Regions from separate parts of the Zea mays genome. Here region 2 is linked to region 1. Evidence: chromatin contacts called from public Hi-C data. All regions are on one chromosome and are shown on one strand. The core of a region is the stretch at or near the end of the contact, and the rest is flanking DNA. Distances in the headings are between cores, read along the strand shown.

Evidence for each region. A called contact is a pair of places that touch in the nucleus more often than the background predicts.
Region 2: a contact with region 1 is called in a Hi-C map of ear, with 2.7 times the contacts expected there. The contact joins the enhancer-like site here to the promoter of LOC100191898 in region 1. A contact is called at or near these places in 3 of 25 Hi-C or Micro-C datasets (ear, endosperm and leaf).

Annotation. Positions count from the first base shown.
Region 1 is chr6:37,451,352-37,454,849 of Zm-B73-REFERENCE-NAM-5.0, reverse strand. It overlaps LOC100191898, which reads right to left and starts at 1,717. Exons shown (of 23, transcript NM_001360691.1): 1 at 1,494-1,717; 2 at 621-826; 3 at 408-537; 4 at 121-282; 5 at 1-33. The coding sequence starts at 787.
Region 2 is chr6:37,613,976-37,617,473 of Zm-B73-REFERENCE-NAM-5.0, reverse strand. No RefSeq gene overlaps it. Among protein-coding and RNA genes, the nearest start is that of LOC103629201, 49 kb to the right of the region's middle. Within about 2 kb of position 1,368, at least 8 of the 20 cell types and tissues checked have an H3K27ac peak or open chromatin away from gene starts, as enhancers often do. A contact at or near this core is called in ear and leaf, where this site is marked.

The sequences.
Region 1 (3,498 bases), core at 468-2,967:
GATAACACCAGCATCAGTTGGGAGTTCACCATTCTAGTGGACATTGGAAGAACCCGTTATAACATTTAAAATGCAGATCCAAGCTACACCTTCAGATTATATGCATAACAAAATATTTACCTTGGTCTTTCTAGTCCCACCTCCCTCCATTGTGTAAGTCTTCCCGGTACCAGTTTGCCCATAAGCGAAAATAGTGCAATTGTAACCTTCAAGGACCTCATTTACTATCGGCGAGATGGATTGTTCAAACAAATCTTTCTGCTTGGACGATGGGCCAAAAACCTACTCAAAATGAAATAGTTAACTAAATCTAGGTCAAAACACACAGAGATTAAGTAAACAAGACTAGGTAAATTCTAAGTATGAACGAAACAGTCAAGAAATTGCTCGACAAAGTGATATAATACCTTGTCGAAGGCAAATGTGCGATCAATCTGCTTATTGGCAATAATTTGAGTGGCGGCAACTTCCCGGCGACGGTCATTGCACGAAATAACCACAGGAGTATTCGACTTTGTTTCTTCATCACTCAACGGCCTGAATGTATCAAATCACACATTGTGATAACAAAAACAAAATTAGACAGAACTTTTAAGCTTTAACTACTGAGCCCTCTCCACCTGCATCTTAGAATGACTTGCACATTGACTCCTTTCTCCTTGTCACCTTTTGCGATGAGGTTGCTATTGGTATTTGTGCTGACATTGGCCTCCCCAGATCTCAATTCTCTTCCAGACTTCTCGGTCGATCTTGGCGATGGCGATGGAGGACAATTCTTCCTGTCCATCTCCAATTCTTTGAACAACAGCCCCGCCAATTTCAAATTCTGCGTTGAAGCTTAATGCTTAAAATACAGTTGCCAAATCCTCAAAGAGTTGAACTGAAAATAAAGCCAGACAATGTATAAGAATAAATAAAAAGACGTCAATTGGATGGGCCAGTTGTCAAATTTTGGCCTAGATCATGGGAGCAGCATGAAGAGACAGACAAATGCCGGACACTAGGAGCAAATGCAGAACAGACAACAGCATCGAGACAAACGCTATGCAGATGCAAATCTTGGAGAAACCCCAATGAGATATCCAGTGGTGGAGACTGAAGCAAATTGGGATACAATTGCAGCTGTTTAGCAGATCAAAATGAGATCTTTCGCGCTCTACGGAAGGGAAAAAATTGTCCAGAAGATTGGAATAATCAGAAACAAGGAGGCAACACGATATAAATAAACAGACAATCTGCGAGCACTTCAGAAATCCAGTCCAACAAGAGCGGATACTCGAAGAAAAAAAAAGTGGTATCTGCGGGTGCTTAATCAGCTGCCGAAATCAAGCCGAAAAACCTCAGACAGATCATGAAGACATCAAACTATCAAAGTGAGATCTTTCTCGCAGGAAGCCACATCAAACCCACTCTACCAGATGAAGATAAGGGGGGAAAGCAGTGGCTCTAAAAACACAACCACAGAGACGAATCAAGAAGCAGGGAGGGAGTACCACTGTCCCACACGCAGGCTGACCACCGAACTCTAGCACGAAGCAATGCGATCCAAAGCACCTCTTGGATTGGAGTAGGAGGGGTGTAGGACTAGGAGCAGGAGTAGTAGGTGGGGGGCAGCGGCAATGGCGATGGCGAGATCCAGGGAACAGGCCCCCCTGAGCTGCAGGCTGCAGCGCGGTGACTTCTAGAACAGCTCGTGGTCTCTATCAATGGCCTCCCTCCCTCGTCCCTCTCTCTCTCCAGCTTTTGCCTTTTATCTTTGCCTTTTGTTTGGAGGCAGCTCAATTCGTAACACCGACGCGCTCGAGCTTTCAACCATGTTTGTTTACTAAGCCGGCATGAGGGAGAGAGAGAGGGGGAAAAACAATTGGACACTGGACAGTAAATCCAGTTTTATTCTGTTGCCGTTACAGTAAGATTGAAGCGTCTCAATTTAATTTTGAAGTTACTTTCTACTCTGCTGTTAAAGATTTAATTAAAGCGCGGTGTTGAAGGATTCTGGTTTCTTCTTCTTGCAGGTGGCGTTCTCTTTCCTTTTTATCCACTTATAAACAAATAAGCTCATTGCTTCTGGGTAACAATTTTGTGGTTGAACTCTCTAAATCATGACGGAAATTGGCGTTACTGTATGAAAAAATATACATTCTCACGGCCGGGATTCATCACTTTTTTTTATCGGTCCATGGAGCAACTGTCTATTATACTAGCGGTCCTTTTGGTAGGTGCTGATTGGATTTGATTATTGCGTTGAGTGCTAAGGAGATCTATCCAAATGTACATGTCTTTTGTCCTGATTTGTTTATTGAATCACAGCGTAGTAGATTAGTGTACCGACTCTTCCCGGTGAGCTGTTAAGAATCAGTCTCAGGTTCGCTTTTGACCGGGTTTTGATGCGTTTTGACCAGGGTGCTCAAGGAAATACCATCAAGCAGCTTTGCTTAGGCGGTGATTCATGCTCGTTAACGCTTGTTTCATTAAAACAAAAATAAGTTACAAAATACACCACTACAAGAGATTAGTAGCACGTACTAAAAAAAACCCACCTACGAAAGGGTTAGGCCACATCCAACGCTGCCATGCACAAGTCCCCCACTTAGTGTTTATTTGGTTAGGGTAGATCAAAGGAGATTTAGGCCATGTTCGTTTACGCCATCTCAAATCAAACCACATGGGACATTCCGGTCGGGTACAATCTCTATTCATAGAGAAACACATGCTCGTGATTTTATTCTGACTTTTCCTTACCACACGGTTCAGAAAATAACCGACGAGTCCAACATGGAAGAAACTCATGTCTCACAAACTAGCGACACGCGAGATGACACAGATATACGGTGATGCAGTGGCAACGAGTTAAACCCACAAGGGGACTGAGTGGCAGCGAGAGTGCGTGGATATCCCATGTGGTTTGAGATGGCCTAAATGAACAAGTTCTTAGAGCTTGTTTGGTTAGGGGTGGATTGAGGGGATTGGAGGGGATTACTTTTTTTTCTATTTAAAATTGTATAGAAGGGGATTTAATCTCCTCTAATCCCCTTGCAACCGAAAGGGTGTAGGGAGAGCTTTGGGGTAGAATTGTTCGGCCGTAGGGAGAGCTTTAGGGTGGAATTGTCCTTCAACTGTCACACCCGGATTTAAGGACAAATACAGATGCATCTCACATGTGTGTCAGGATCAAGTCTCGCACAATAATGACTCATGGTACAGAACTCAATGCCACAACTTTATTAAATAAGGGAGTTTCTATACAAAAATAACTAAATAAAATACACCATATGACAACAACGATCCTCCACAACCATAGTTGACTAGGAGACGACGGTCTAGACCTCTCCAAACTCATCGTAGTAGTCCTCCTTTGGTGGTACATGTTCTTTACCTAGTGTGATTATAGCAAGGTGAGCTCTCATGCGGTCATCGCTCAACAAGTGTGGGGAAAAAAGTATAGTGTAAGGTTTACCAAGAAATGCGTTGAGGTCGAGCATCGCTTTTAATTTTGTT
Region 2 (3,498 bases), core at 119-2,618, 160 kb before region 1:
ATGTCGTCTCCTAGTCAGCTTGATGGCGCTATTGAAATAATATTAGTTTGATTTATTTATTATCAGTTATTTTGTAAGACATTTTCGCTATGTAATAAAGTTTGTGACATTCGTCTCTATACACTGAGTTATTGTATGTATTGATCTTTTTTGGTGTACATATGATTCACACCGGGGTTTACCCATTAAATCCGGGTGTGACAGCCGGCCCCTGCACTACACCTTCACCGGATCCCACCCCTTCCATCGTCGCCGCTCAAAGCCTGCGCCGCCCACTCGGCGCCCCTGATACAATCCACGGCGGCGGCGACATTCACCTGCAGAGCTATATGCTAAACATTATGTTTCAGTTTTAACTCTGATTAAATGTTCATTTTTGCATGTCTGCATTTCTGCATTATCAGATCACAACTCATACGAAGTGAGTTCACCTGTGTGAAGAAGAGGTTGTCAGGCGCCATATATATATGTGGAGAGCCTTTTTTAGAATTCAGACAAATAGATCATGCAACTCATATGAATATATTCATGAATAATGGCGACGTTCTTATGAATGGCATTTCAATGGTAATGCAGATCGTCCTTTTTCAGAATTCAGAGAAGCATCTGCATCCCCGTTCATGATGTGGCGATGATTTCAGCAACCTCTGTTCGAACTTTCAATGGTAATGCGTACCGGCCCTTTGTCACAACTCATACAGAACCCAGGATCATTAGTAGTAGCATTTTAAAAGATGAGACGCTGTATGTGAAAATAAATAAATGGGCGCTCAAATCTGAATCTGCACGCATGAGCTGAAAAATGAAGCAAGCTGTTACGTTCGGAAACGTTTCACGGAATAGTCATTCACGTTATAAAAACTGAAGCGGCCGGTCTGATTGACATTTTCAATTAAAAAGGTTAGAAACCAGTTTCTAGGAACGGGCTTCGAAACGGCAACACCAGTTTTTTTTTTGAAACTAGTTTTTGAAAATCGAGATAAGAAACCAGTTTCTTATAAACTATCAAGCTTCCAAACAGGCCCTAATCACCTGGTCTGATGGATCGCAAGCCAATGAGTTGACTGGCATATAGATGTATCCTAACATTATTATTAGGCCGTAGCGTAGCTGCGGTGCAAGTAGATCCTACTGCTTGCCATGCAAAGGTATTTATTGTTGGCTGGTGCAGCTAGCAGTGGTAGAAGCATCCGTCTCTCTCTCCTGTCTCTGCAGCTGTGTGGACTGGGGTTTTCTTTCTAGACGTCTGTCTCTGGGTCTCGGGAATACGATCCATGTACAGCAACAGCAGCACTGGCTGCTGCGCATGCAGACTCTAGCATGCATGGTGGTAGCAAGAGCCAAGAGGCAACGACGACGACGTCATGCTCCTGCAAAAGTAGCGAGTAGCCATATAGCGCGCTGTCTCTCTCTCTCTTGCCATCGATCCTTTACACGGAGGAGCCAATAATTCTATTCATTCTTTTCTTCCCTTCCCTGGCTCGACAAAGTTGACAAAGTTAATGTCTGTCAGAAACAGTCCACTCACTCGCCTTTTCCCATCCATCTTTTTTTTTGTCATTGGACTTATTTCCTGCCGCTTGTCTATCTAGTAGCTCGTGGTTCCTCTCCAAATTGGAAATTAAATTGGCCTTATGTATAGACTATTTTTATCTTCCGACGCATGTAATTTCTATGATACGTACTCAGATTCTCTCAACAGCACAGATCCATCGAAAAACTGTTTAGAAAGAAAAAAAGCTGAACCAAACAGTCATTTATATATATATATATATATATATATATATATATATATATATATATATATATATATATATAGAGGCCCTGCTGCGTGCAGCTCTCTTCTGTACTAAGATTTCATCCCTGATCCTGCGCGGGTTATCATTAATACGAGAGAGGGCCATCTCATGCATCCGTCCTGCTCTCCGATCCCTGATCTGATGGATCATTCCAACAATATTTAATATACTACTCTACTAGCGTCGTGTGTACATGTGCCTTGTAGTACTGTACTGTACAGCTAGCTTGCTAGCTCCGAGCAGCAAAGCAGGCTGCAGGCAGGGCTTGAAGTCGCATTGCATTGCATTGCATCGCAGCATGCATCAATTCCTGCCCAGAGAGCGAAGTGAATTAATTAATTAGCACCAAGGACTGTGGTACGTACTGCTGCTAAAAACTAAAAAGGTTTGAAATGCTGAGAGAGAGAGAAAGAGAGAGAGTACATGCATGCAATGCAATGCACCATGCATCTTTCAATTCCATGGCGCCGTAGCATCTCTCTCTCTCTATAGCCTTCTCTTTCCATCAACCTGAGCAAAAGAAAGCTGGTTTCCTGCAGGCTGCGTGCGCCCGGCGGCCGTCTCTGCTGCGTGCATGCATCAGCATGCGCGCAGTAACTCCACACAGCCAGCCTCTCCTACAAAAGACATGTACTACAGTACCGCTACCGAGCTAGTACTAGGTACACACAGTGTGTGTGTGTGGCTGGCTACTAGTGTTTCTTCTTGAACGATGAATATACAGCACAATCCTCCTGCTCTCTTGCTCTTGCTCTTGCGCTGCATGCTCTTCCTTCCCCGCACTCCCTAATAGCTAGGCATGCATTGTCCATTGAATTGAAGCTCTCTCTCTCTCTCTCTCTCTCTCTCTCTCTCTCTCTCTCTCTCTCTCTCTCTCTCTCTGCGCCAAGCCATGCCCATGCAAGTCGTCGTCTCTGTTCCAGCTGAATTCATGCCCATGCAAATGCAAGTCGTACGTCTCTCTTTCCAGAATTCAGCAGCAGTACTCTCCACGCACTGATCGCCGTCAGAGAGCTAGGTCAGTGGCTGCAGTGAGTGGGCATGATGAGTGCGTGATGAGGGCTCTTTTGGAGCTACTACTACTAGCGTGTGTATTCATTCACTCTCACTGGCCGATAAACTGACCATCTATTTATCTCCAATCGATCGAATTCATCAGACCAGATTCTCTTTTATGGCCGGCCGGCCGGCCCTGCTGACTGCTGACTGCTGACGCGGCTGTGAGCGCGTGCGTGCAGTGACATATTCAAGTCATCTGCATGTGAAATAAACATCTTGTCCCTCCTCGATGATCCACCTCTCTCTCTCTCTCTCTCTCTCTCTCTCTCTCTCTCTCTCTCTCTCTCTCTCTCTCTCTCTCTCTCTCTCTCTCTCTCATGCTCAATTGCTCATGCATATGCACGCGCGCGTTTGCTCGCCCATTGTTTGTTTGCTTTTGCTTTTATGTTCGATCGATGGATGTATGTGTATATAGGCGAGAAGGGGCACCAGCTGCTGCATGCCTGTTTCTTACAGTCTTGTATTGTATGCATGCAAAAGAGAGAAGCTAGACTAGACCAGACAACACTAGCGATTCTGACAGGCTGACTTTTGAGCAGTTGACTACTCGCTCTACATACAGCCTTGTATTATTGTATAGTTTTCTTTAATGCCTGACGTTCACGTGTTCCTATGCATTGCATGCAGTGTATAGCGACCT